Linked DNA regions of Sus scrofa: regions 2 and 3 are each linked to region 1. A link is a contact called in public HiChIP or PLAC-seq data. All regions are on one chromosome and are shown on one strand. Each heading gives the region's core, a stretch centred on a gene start, on an enhancer-like site or on the middle of the called end of the contact. The rest is flanking DNA. Distances are from core to core; before and after follow the strand shown. Region 1 has its middle 6.3 kb from the start of GYPA. Region 2 has its middle 120 kb from the start of HHIP. Region 3 overlaps LOC100525237.

Evidence for each region. HiChIP or PLAC-seq counts read pairs in DNA pulled down with a chosen protein or histone mark.
Region 2: an H3K27ac HiChIP or PLAC-seq map of alveolar macrophages shows a contact between it and region 1. The contact joins two enhancer-like sites. A contact is called at or near these places in 1 of 5 promoter capture datasets (liver), 3 of 47 Hi-C or Micro-C datasets (embryonic fibroblasts and epiblast stem cells) and 1 of 2 datasets of contacts at active chromatin or transcription factors (alveolar macrophages).
Region 3: a contact with region 1 is called in an H3K27ac HiChIP or PLAC-seq map of alveolar macrophages. The contact joins two enhancer-like sites. A contact is called at or near these places in 1 of 5 promoter capture datasets (liver), 3 of 47 Hi-C or Micro-C datasets (liver and skeletal muscle) and 1 of 2 datasets of contacts at active chromatin or transcription factors (alveolar macrophages).

The regions. Positions count from the first base shown.
Region 1 is chr8:84,029,374-84,033,265 of Sscrofa11.1, forward strand. No RefSeq gene overlaps it. Among named protein-coding and RNA genes, the nearest start is that of GYPA, 6.3 kb to the right of the region's middle. Within about 2 kb of position 1,783, at least 2 of the 83 cell types and tissues checked have an H3K27ac peak or open chromatin away from gene starts, as enhancers often do. A contact at or near this core is called in alveolar macrophages, where this site is marked.
Region 2 is chr8:83,560,148-83,564,039 of Sscrofa11.1, forward strand. No RefSeq gene overlaps it. Among named protein-coding and RNA genes, the nearest start is that of HHIP, 120 kb to the right of the region's middle. Within about 2 kb of position 1,639, at least 5 of the 83 cell types and tissues checked have an H3K27ac peak or open chromatin away from gene starts, as enhancers often do. A contact at or near this core is called in alveolar macrophages, where this site is marked.
Region 3 is chr8:83,701,616-83,705,507 of Sscrofa11.1, forward strand. LOC100525237 reads left to right here. Exons shown (of 4, transcript XR_304986.3): 4 at 804-873. Among named protein-coding and RNA genes, the nearest start is that of HHIP, 25 kb to the left of the region's middle. Within about 2 kb of position 1,651, at least 1 of the 83 cell types and tissues checked has an H3K27ac peak or open chromatin away from gene starts, as enhancers often do. A contact at or near this core is called in alveolar macrophages, where this site is marked.

The DNA of each region.
Region 1 (3,892 bases), core at 533-3,032:
ATGACTAATAATCTTTATGACTTTGGTGCCCTCTAGTGATCAAAACAGAGAACAAACGAACCAGTCTTGTTTTCCTTTTAGAAAAAAGGGATCTTCCAAAGTCAAGAATTGCCTATTTGTTTTACAATTTTTCTACTCATTCTTTTTTTTTTTTTTTTTGTCTTTTTGTCTTTTTTGTTGTTGTTGCTATTTCTTGGGCCGCTCCCGCGGCATATGGAGGTTCCCAGGCTAGGGGTTGAATCGGAGCTGTAGCCACCGGCCTACGCCAGAGCCACAGCAACGCGGGATCCGAGCCGCGTCTGTGACCTACACCACAGCTCACGGCAACGCCGGATCGTTAACCCACTGAGCAAGGGCAGGGACCGAACCCGCAACCTCATGGTTCCTAGTCGGATTCGTTAACCACTGCGCCACGACGGGAACTCCCTCTACTCATTCTTTAGGTGAAATAACTAACTCTTTATTAGTACAGGGAAATGTTTTTTCTCATGGTAGCAAAAGGAGGAGAAGAAAATCTCAGTACGTGAAGTGTATTCTTCTCAGTCTTATTTCTATTCACAGATATACAGATTCCCAGCAACACACAAAAGTAGGTAATTCTTCACAAAAATATCATACAGGACAACTATTTTATAATTTGTTTTTTTTACAGTACACTAAACTGTTAATATACTCTTTCACAACACATATTTTTTTTAACAGTACATTATGAACATCTTTCCATGGCATTCAATATCCCTCCACACATTATTTTTGGTGATCACAGTATTTCATCATATTTTCTTTAGGCATTTGTCTATTACTGGCTATTTAGGTTGTTTTATTTTTTTTCTATTATCCCTGGAGCTAAGTCTTTGAACTCTTGCAGCGTTAGGATAAAGTTTTAGAGAAGTTGCCATATGGCACCGTGGGTTAAGGATCTAGCATTGCTGCAGCTGTGGTGCAGGTTGCAACTACAGCATGGGTTCAGTCTCTGGCCCGGAAAATTCCTTGTGTCCTGCCAAATCGGAAAAAAAAAAAAAAAAAAAAAAAAAGAGTTCCCATGTGGCTCACTGGGTTAAGGACCTGACATTGTCTCTGTGAGGATGTGAGTTCAATTCCTGGCCTTGCTAAATGGGTTAAGGATCAAGCATTGCTGTGAGTTGTGGTGTAGGTCACAGACGCAGCTCGGATCTGCCTTTGCTGTGGCTGTGGCCTCAGCTGCAGCTCCGATTCAAACCCTAGCCTGGGAACTTCCCTCTGTCACAGATGTGGCCCTGAAAATAAAAATTTATAAAAAGTCTCAAGATGAAATTTCTTGTCTTTTTTTTTTTTTTTTTTGTCTTTATGCCATTTCTTGGGCCGCTTTCACGGCATATGGAGGTTCCCAGGCTAGGGGTCTAATCGGAGCTGTAGCCACCAGCCTACACCACAACCATAGCAACACAGGATCTGAGCCGCGTCTGCAACCTACACCACAGCTCACGGCAACGCCGGATCCTTACCCCACTGAGTGGGGCCAGGGATCGAATCCTCAACCCCATGGTTCCTAGTCGGATTCGTTTCCACTGTGCCATGACGGGAATTCGGAGAATGGTTTTCAATACCTAGTATCCAACGGCCAGATGATTCTAAGAAGGAAACGGTCACCCAGACACAGCAGCCGTGCCATCCAAGAGGAGTATGTGGTGAACTTGGCAGGAGGTCTGTGTGGAGAGACGCCCACTCAGCACTCCCCCAAGGGCCGCCTGTGGCTGACAATAGGACCAAGAATTACCCAAACCGCCCTCTGTGAGCTGTATGGTCACCCTGGTCCATCCGGACAAGGTTATGCCCCTTGGAGAAAAGAAAGAAGCAGAGTGTTATCAGATTCTGAGGAACCATGTTTTGTAAACACCCACATCATCAAAACCCTCAAATGTTACACAAGGAATCCATACGCCATCTATCTGCTGAAAGCTATGCCTGGAAAATGTTTCCTGAGGCTTCATTTGTCTTAACGGCTTTTGCAATCATAGGGTAAAATACAAGTTCTCTTTTTTGTCTCTGTATCAAATACTATTCGGTAAATTTTGCAATCGAGGGACAAGCAGAAAGAAGAGACTTTCCAGGCATCTTTGTCACAATTATTGGAGGAAAGGTAGCACCTTGGGAAATACTTTCTAAACGTATGAATTAAGTTTCCTGCTTTGAGTTTAGCCTGGCAGAGACAGGTCCTTCCTGTTGGCAGCGAGCCCTTCACACATCCAGTCGGTCCCAGGACCATGTGGTAGGCGGTCATGGGGCTGGGTCGTTCTTAAGACATATATTCATGTTCTTTTTCTTTCTTTCCTTCTCCCTTCCTCCCTTCCTTCCTTCCTTGCTTTCTTTTCGTTCTTTTTTGCCTTGCCATGGCATGCAGAATTTCTACAACCAGGGACTGAACCTGACGACACTGAGTCCTTAACTGCCAGGCCACCAAGGAACTCCCCCTTTGCATCTTAATACCAATTAGTGGAAAGTAAAAGTCACGTAGGTCTTCTGGGTTGACTAAAACTGAGGAAAGCTGGACAGGATGAGTAGAATGAGCTAGAAGGACTGAAAGGCACTTCCCCAGAGCAATGGCTGTGTACCAAGTCCTTGTGGGAGAAGCTGAAGGATTTGTTACAGCCAACTTGCCCTTGCTCTCAAGCCACGCTCTCAAGGCACTGCTGGCCTCCCACTAGCGGCAAATAGCCCCTCAGGCTTTTCCTCAAGATGAAATGACAAGAGCAGAAGCCCAGCTTCTACAGAGAAGAGTGGTGTCTCAGGCTGGGTCCTCAGCCTTCTCCCAACACGAAGGTACAGATGCCACAAAGATACTGATACTGTGCTTGGAAAATTCAGGCTGGGGAGTTCCCGTCGTGGCTCAGCGGTAACGAACCTGATTAGTGTCCATGAGGACTCGGGTTCGATCCCTGGCCTCCATCAGTGAGTTCAGGATCCAGCGTTGCTGTGAGCTGTGGTGTAGGTCACAGACAAGGCTCAGATCTGGTATTGCTATGGCTGTGGTATAGGCCGGCAGCTATAGCTCTGATTTAACCCCTAGCTTGGGAACTTCCACATGCCTCACTCACAGAACTAAAAATAAAAAATTAAAAAAAAAGAGAGAGAGAGAGAGCGAGAGAGCAAGAGAGCTCTGGGCTGACTCTGTGGATCCTAGGTTCCAGACATGGCATCTCCTTTAATTCTGAATGTCAGGCTATTTTCCTCTCTGATAATGTGTGCCTTCTTCCATTCCAATAGCGTTATATGATCTCAAGCAAAATGAATCCATGCTTGCTAACGTAAGTAAAAAATAAAAATAAATAAATAAATAAATAAATAAGCGGCTCAGGGGATCCAGAAAAAAGGGCACCAAAAGTAGACTCTTCGGGGCCTGGATGGAAAGAACCAGCTCAAACCAGGTTCTGTATTTGAGGGGTGGGGCGGGGGGGGGGGAGAATCTGGCATTGCCCCTGCTTGGCTCAGGTCGCTGCTGTTCCACAGGGTCTACCAGCCATGGTCAAAATAAAATATCATCTACTATGAGTCCAGCTCTGAAGGGGAGGAAGGTACTCCAGGAAAAGGGGTGAATTCTGGGCAGATGGTATCTTTTCTACAGCTCCAGCTGGATGCTACATAAACCGGGAACATAGCTGAGATGCCAGGGCCTAGGTCTCGACCAAGTCTCCAGTTCCCAAGGCCAGGCTCAGAGACATTCTGGGAACTGTCCATCCAGCCCAAAGACATTACACACTTGTCCTCGTCCTCTGTATTGAGACCACCATTCTCTCCGTGCACAGGCTGCTGATGACATTAGGTTGTAAACAGTGGGAGAAAAGACCATCAGAGCTTTGGAGGGTTCGTCAGAGCTGGCATAGCAGATTCGGACCTAGAGGAGCCCAACCACAAA
Region 2 (3,892 bases), core at 389-2,888, 470 kb before region 1:
ATGCAGGTCGAAGAGTTTAACTGGTTTATGCCTCTGGGCTTCTGTGATTACTTTGTTTTACATTTCTCCCTGTAATGCAGACAGCTTATTTTTCCAGGCGAAAAATGCATTAAGAATGTGTTTTTGCTTTTGGCATCACGTCTCAATTGCAGAAATGATTTTAGTCACAGATCATTGACTGAAACATCTGTGATTTCTTGTTTGGGGGAAGAGAGGGGAGTGCACTTTGAACTTGTTGAAGTGATAAAAGATAGAATCTTCCGTTTCCATCTAAAATGGCAAGGGAGGTGGATGGAATGCTAGGCTGGTGGAAGAAGTTTGGTGTTTGAATCTGAATAGAACAAAAATTCATTAAAAAGAAGTAAGAATGATACTGGGATGTGGCAAACACTATAATTGTAAGCAAAAGTCCATTGCTTCTATGAATTAAGATCTTGTGGAATATCGGGTTCAAATTATGTTTTGCTTCAAAAATTTTATCACTGATTAAGGGCCTTTTGGGCCCATGATTCAATGTAAGTGGCATTTGGGGTGATCTTGGCTAATTGAGAAATTAGTCAAGATGATTTAGAAATCATGTCATCAAATAGAAGTGGAAAATATTTTCCCAGCTATCTGAAAAATAAACTGGTAAAAAAATGAAAAGGTCAAATTGCTTTAAACCCTTTGGCTTTTGTTATGGGGAGTTGCGAATAGCATCACTCACTCTCAGATAACTGGAGCTTGAATTACATGAAATAAGCTTTTGGAATTAAGTTGATGGGTGGTCTTTACTTAAGTTTGTTACTCTGGCACTTGGGTACCAATACTTAATATTCATGATTAAATCCAAGGAGAAAAATTCTTGAAATTACAACCTCCTTTTGTGTTTGGAGAAGAATCTAGTTTCAGCCAAACTTCATAAATGAACATGTTTTAACCTTCCTTAACAGAGAAGGGGTAGAGTTCCAAGTACTATTAAATGTTTACCTTTGGTTCACTTGCTGTAGAATGTGACAAGTTTGCAGATGTGTTTCCAGTAAAAAGATAAGGAACTGGTTTCTCTCTCCTGCAACACAAAAACCTATGTAGTGCAGATCTAGAAGTTAGGAAAGTTCAGGCAGAAACTCCCCAAACATGTCATCTGTTGTCTCCTTGGTGCTCCGATGAATGTCAGGCTTTCACAGACAGGTGCCCTTATTTATAAACACCTCTCATGAAGACAGACAAAGGTGTGAGATGTGCCTGTCCACGTGAGTGATGGGTGCAGTGTGGAGGAGAAAATGGGTGGGATGGTCCTGAAACCTGAGCTCTTCTAATCCCTTGGGGCAGGACACCTGGAAGCTCCTCCTGCCAGGTTTCCAGAACTGCCTCTGGTTTTGTCAGATACAGAAGGCAGTGAGAAGTAAATACATAGAGTGTGGATGTGGATGTGGAGCGGGAATGGGATGAAGGCTGTTCGGGGGAGTTTAATCCCAGCCAGTGAACTTCAAAATGCCTCTCATGACTCAGAACAAAGCTCTCAGGGCTGGTTCTTTGATTTTCACTCTGATGGCCCTTCCTTGCTACAAGGCGTGCCTTTAGACCCACCCCCACCCCCACCCTACCAATCATACTCTCCTTCCTGCTTCTTTTGCCTCTTGAAACTCTCTGGGTTAAAGCCAGAGTGAGGCAGGGAAATACTTGAAGAGAATGACCAGTGTGAAGTTTCCTCAGTCTGCTGGGTAATCCCTTTGGTGGCTTTTGAAACACTGGTTGGATCTTTCACAAGGTTCATGATCATACATTGGTTTTCACACTTGTAAAATACAAAATATTCTTCTCTCCTTTATTTTGAATTTATGTTAATACTCATCAAATCCAAGAGTTGGTGCCTGATAGTTTAAATAAAGCATTATAATAACATGACTCTGAAATGCAGGTTGTCTTAAGAAAGGAAACTTAACTTAGGTACCCTGAATAAGGTAGTCTTTAAAAATTTTTTTTTACTTAAAAAAAATTTTTATTGAAGTATAGTGATTTACAATGTTCAGGTTTACAGCAAAGTGATTGAATTTTACATATATACATATACTTATATATTTATTCTTTTTTGGGGGGCAGGGGCTACAGCTGCTGCATACAGAAGTTCCCAAGCCAGGGAGAGAACCCACGCCACAGCAACGACCCAAGACATTGCAGTGATAATGCCACTGTAGGAAACTCCTATATTTATATTTTTCATATTCTTTTCCATTATAGGTTATTACAAGATACTGAATATAGTTCCCTGTGCTATACAGTAGGACGTTGCAAGCTAATCTTTTCTACGTAGCAAAGCACTGTATAAACAAGCATATGTTGTAGAGGAAAGGTTTTGTAATTAGACACATTTGGTTTAAATTTCTCTTCTAGCATCTATTACATATAAATAACCTGGACAAGTTATTATACTCCTTTGTGCCTTGGTTTCCCGCCTCTGTAAGATGGGGTATTGCTCTCTCTCTTTCCGTGCTGTGACTGATGAGTCAGTAGCTGTTTCCTGTGGGCACTCATTCTGATGCAGTGTGCCTCAGTGCATGCTAGCTTCTCCCTCTAACAATTCCCCTGATAGAAACTGTTTTAAAACAAGGATTAACCATGAAGCAATGACTCCAAAATATTATCCTCTTGGTTGATTTTTAATCACTGTAGAAAAAATTTCCCTGGATGCATCTGAGTTTTCTACTGTGTCCACTCTCTTTGTAGAAGAAATACTGGGTGCAGAAAGCAACAGCTCAACAAAATGTTTGTTGGATGAGAAATGGATAGAAACATGAGAGGTCCTGATCAAGAAGACTTTTTTTTCTATTCTTAGAATTTTGGTTTTCCCTCGTTAATACCCACCGCTAGAGATAAAAGCATGGCCTTTCTCCACCCATGTGACAGAACATTTTGAATATAATGATTCCTGCTTGATAGAAATACAATTTCAGGAATAATAATGGGTATATAAGAGCTAGAAGAAATTATCTCTGTTATTAGAACAAAATATTGGGGACACAGAAATAATTTGAGAACCTGGAGATACCACATGGTGACTTCATGGCAGAGAAAGTATTAAAATTATTGGATTTTAATCCACAACCCTATAGTTCAGAATGGGTGTTTCATCAGAAGTTGTTGTTGTTTTCCTCAGTTGCTTTTCTTGGTTAACTGGAAAGAAGCAAGCCAACATTAAGAAGGTGGCCTTTTTTATTCACCTTCAAATGATCCTTGAGGTGATTTGAAAGAGAAGAGGCAGGTGGGCTCAAGTTGGGAAAAAAATGAAAGAATCAAAAATGGCATTTCTGTGTTGCAATCTCCATGGCAGTTCCAGTTTGGGGCAAATATTGGAATGTGCAACCTTGAGTTTATTATTTATTCTACCCATTAATGATCAGCACATACTTATTGATTCAAGGAGTGATTAATTCATATGACTTGTGGGAAATCAAAAAGAATATTTCTTAAAGCTCTGTAAGGAATGATCTCATACAGATTTGTTTTGATTATTATATGAAACTAAATCATAGTGAGATTTCTCAGGCTTTACAACTATGAATTAAAAATTAACAGCCAGTCTCTGGCCAAAGTCTTCTCCCTAACCTGTGTTCCGCATCTTGTTCCAAGAGCAGCACGCCCCGCCAAGCATACCGGATGGGGCAGCTGCAACGAGAATTGGAAAGGAGAAATTTGCCCTGAGTCTGAAGGTGTTATTTTTCCCATGGTTTGATTTGCCTGGCATTCTTTGCCTGGCATTTTTTCCCCTTTTCCTTTGCAAGGAAAGGGAGAAATGAGCATTCGTTGCTGACGAAGTTGAGAGGGCGCTGAGGCTGCTGAGTTTATTGCTGTTGGCAGATGACTTGTGTGATGTGGTTTGACTTCCTATTTGCAATGCCTTTCTAGAAACCTG
Region 3 (3,892 bases), core at 401-2,900, 330 kb before region 1:
GAAACAAATCATTTTTTTTTTCTTATTACAAATGAAATACATTCTCAGTGTAGAAAATGTAGAAAATACAAAAAGGCACAGAGGAAACAAAAATCACAATAATCTCATTCTATCCTGTATGCCAAGATAAAAGCTGATAACCTTTTGGTATACTTTAAAAAATTGTATTGCTTTGAAGTCCTAAAGCAGGTACCTGAAAAATTTGAGTGTGTTCTCTTCAAACAATTGATCTGTATAACTTTAAAATCAATTTTTAAAACAGACACTTCAAAACGTATAAAAACAAGTTGGCAAGTAGTCACTTTAGAAAACTATGCTAATGCTTCCTCGGCTCACAGAATTTAGTCACTTTCTTGGAATTTCCCTCAGAACCAGTTTATGAAGCACAAGAAAAAAAATCATTTTGTCGTTTTATAACCTAAATACTTCTTTTAAAATAGGTCATTTTCTTCTATTTTTTCTTTTGTTTTTTGTTTTATTTTTCAGGTCATCTTTATCTGGAGAAGCCAAGCAGAGCTTACTTATTGATCAGTTGTGGGAAACAAAATTTTTGAGAAACTATTGTGGTTTTTATTAGTGTATTTAAGCTAGGTTCAACCACAAACATTTCTGCTAATGTGAAATGACATCTTGCATTAATACTCCCAAATTTCATACTAGTCGTTGGTTTCAAACTGTGCGATATATCCGTTCTGTCACATTTGTTGAAGAGCAACTCAGCAGTTACAACAGGGACAAATTTTAAATTGAGTTTTCAGTGCTACACTGATGGAGGCAAACTTTTTTCTTCTTTTCTCCTTTAGAGATTTGTCATTTCAAGCACAGAAGTTCCAAGACTTCTTGAAAAGTCTGAGGACTCAGGGAATTGCACAAGTATGTCTTAGTTGAAAAACAGTGAGTGGCATGCCGTTGTGGCTGTGAAGGAAAGACTGGATGTGTGCTCTCACACATCTCTATTTATAATCACTCTGTGTACTGACTGACTAGTTAGTGGATGTGGTGGTTGGGTAATGAGTTTTTGTTTTCTTTTTTTTTTCATGCTCGTAAACGCCAACCCGTGCCCTCATCTGGTCTTCAGTGTCAGTATCTGGTTTTCAGCATTTTAGCATGACAACCTTTTGAGAACAAAAATATCAAGGAAGACTGCCTTTTTACTGTGACTGTGAGAAAGCGACATTTGAACTTCTGAGCTGTTGGACGCTCATCTGTAAAGAGAAATAACAAGAGCAGTTTTTCAGATTGATTGTCAGGATTAAATGAACTGCGTAAGCAAAAAAAGTCTGTATACTGATGTTATCCTACTGATTTAAATCTCTATTATCCCTTCAATAAATTCTTTTGTTACCACCCATTGGTGAACTTAACCAAGGTTTAATTTTTTAAAATTTTTGTGTGACCATGCCTTGGCTCTGGAGCTGGTTTGCCAATACCTTAAAGATGAGAAGATAATTTGTAACCCCCTACTGCGTATCACATATAATAAATACTTGGTACAAAGCTGTCCATTGATTTTCTTGGTTTAACCTTGCCATTGCTATAAAGAAAGAGCCTGCACATCTAATTTATTACCGCTGCTACTTTAACTGTGTTGTGGCATCTGGAGAAATGATAATCAGCTGCAGCTTTTTTCCCCTCTTGACTGTGTGATTCAACACTGTGCTGTCATCATCTCCATTAGTAGCCATCCCACATGACTCAAAGAGAAGGATGGAAATGGGTCTCACCCAAGACAATATAAAAGCAAAGATAATACAATAAATTAAGACTTAAGCTAAAACTACAAAAGAAAAGTGGTGATTCTGAGAAATACAGATGTTCAGTTTTTGACAATTTATTCCAACTATCCCCTCAACCCCATCACACATTCTTTTTTCCTTCCAGAGACTATTTTCTGAATGAAAGGGTGGAGGTACCAGCATCGTCTTGGTGAGTGATGGCCCTTAATGATAGTGTCACTACTCCGTGTGTGTCTTCTGAACTATCCTGTGGAAATTATGATGCTATTAGCCAAGAATCTCCTTGTAATGCAAGAATGTCATGTACAAAGTAGGGCATCTGGTTTAAATTAGTAGCACCCTGACAAAACTAAATCACTTTATGAACGAAATTATTGCCAAACATGAGTATTTCTGGTTAATTTACACCTAACTCATTCAAAAGATGTATCCTTAAACTTCTTTGTGAAGTAAACTAAAAATCATCTATCAATTTAAATTTGGAAAGGATACTAACACTTATGTGCTTTACCAAGGCTAAATCTTAATTGTTTTCTTTTCCATGGGGTTCTTTAATATGCAAAGAGAAAATTCAATCTTGAGTCAGAAGTCACATTCTAAAGAAGTCATTTCATTTAATTACACTTACTTTTGCTGCTTTGAACTTTTTAATATTTTATCCGCAAAATATCAACAACTGATGCTTTCCTTTGCTGCTTTCTAAAGATAATGGCTTTTTAAAATAAATGTTTTAGCATAATTTAGTACTTTCCTCTTTTGTGTTGTCACTTTTCCCATCATGATTGTGCTTCTTACATGGTTCTGCAATTTTTTGTTCTTGCTGTTTTCCCTTCTGCTCATGAAGCGGAGTGATCATATCCAATTCTTTTTTGTATCCTCAGTGGCTGGTATATTTCCTGTCTCTTTTTATCTGAAATTTTCCCTACAAACTAGAGGGGAGGGAAATAGTGCCAGCCTCCTTCATGCCAGAACATGAGGCAAGAGGTTCAGGATATGATTAAGACCCAGATATAAGTTGGGCAGAGTGTAGCTAAGAAATTGGAACAAGGGGCTGTGGGAATTGTAGTCAGGACTTGAAAACAGTTATCCTTCCATCCCATGATGAGGTATTCAGAGAGCTCCTGGGGAAAGAGGTCAAAGGACCTCAGAGTCGTGCAGGTTTTGGTTGAGGATGGAGGCCTAGAAAGCTTCTGGATAATTGTACAGCTTCCAGTCAGAGTCAGTACCATGACACACCCATGGAAGTGCGCTGCCAGCTTCCTCAAGTCAGCCCTGTCTGATCGGCCACAGAGGGTTGGAGGAGGCAGGTGAAGGGGGGGGGGGGAAGGAGGAGACACCTAACCCAAGCTGGACCAATTCAGTTCTCTCTCCCAGGAGTGTGACCTTTAGATTCAGAGGCAGCGTGTTAGTCCCTGCCGTGGCCGAGAGTGAGATGATGTAAACCAGGAAGCTCAGGAGCAGCAATCTTTTGCATACTGAGCAATCTTTTGCATACTGAGCAGCGGGGAGACCTGGAGGAAAATGAGGAGTCTGTGAAGAAAAGTGAGACACTGAGAGAACGAACACTTTCTTGGCTTCTGAAAGCTTTCCAGTTACTGGCTTTAGCCCTTTAAGAGCCCCATTACTCTTGGTTTCCATAAAATATGTCTGTCTCATTTCAGTAAGTTGTGTCTTTCAATTAACCCATCTTAGTGTCCTGACTAAAAATGGGGGTGGGCATTCAAGACCCCTGCAACTGCCTTTGCAGAACTGAAGGACTAGGGCTTAATCCTTCCTTGTAGTTCATGTTTTCTTTGGATTCTTTATTCTGCATTCCTTTAGTGTTCCTACAGTCAGTTCAGAGCATGGCATTTTTGCATTTCTGGTTTCCAGACTATTTTCAAATTATGTTCTATTGCATTAGTATTTTCTAGAGCACTGCGTGTCTCAGGTTCTTAGAGTGTTCTTAGAGTGTATATAAGCTCATTAACTACCCCATTGGGGCTGAAGTCTAATCGTGTGCCACTCTGAGGTCTTCTCTTATCCAAAGGAGGCCCAGGCTGTGAATGGCGAAGCAGAGTTGAGTTAGGGATCTTGTCCCTAACCTGCCTCTTTCCCTTTTTAGGCCAGTTGAGGGACAGTCCTTGACAGGATTGAATTCCAAGTTTGTCTGTCTG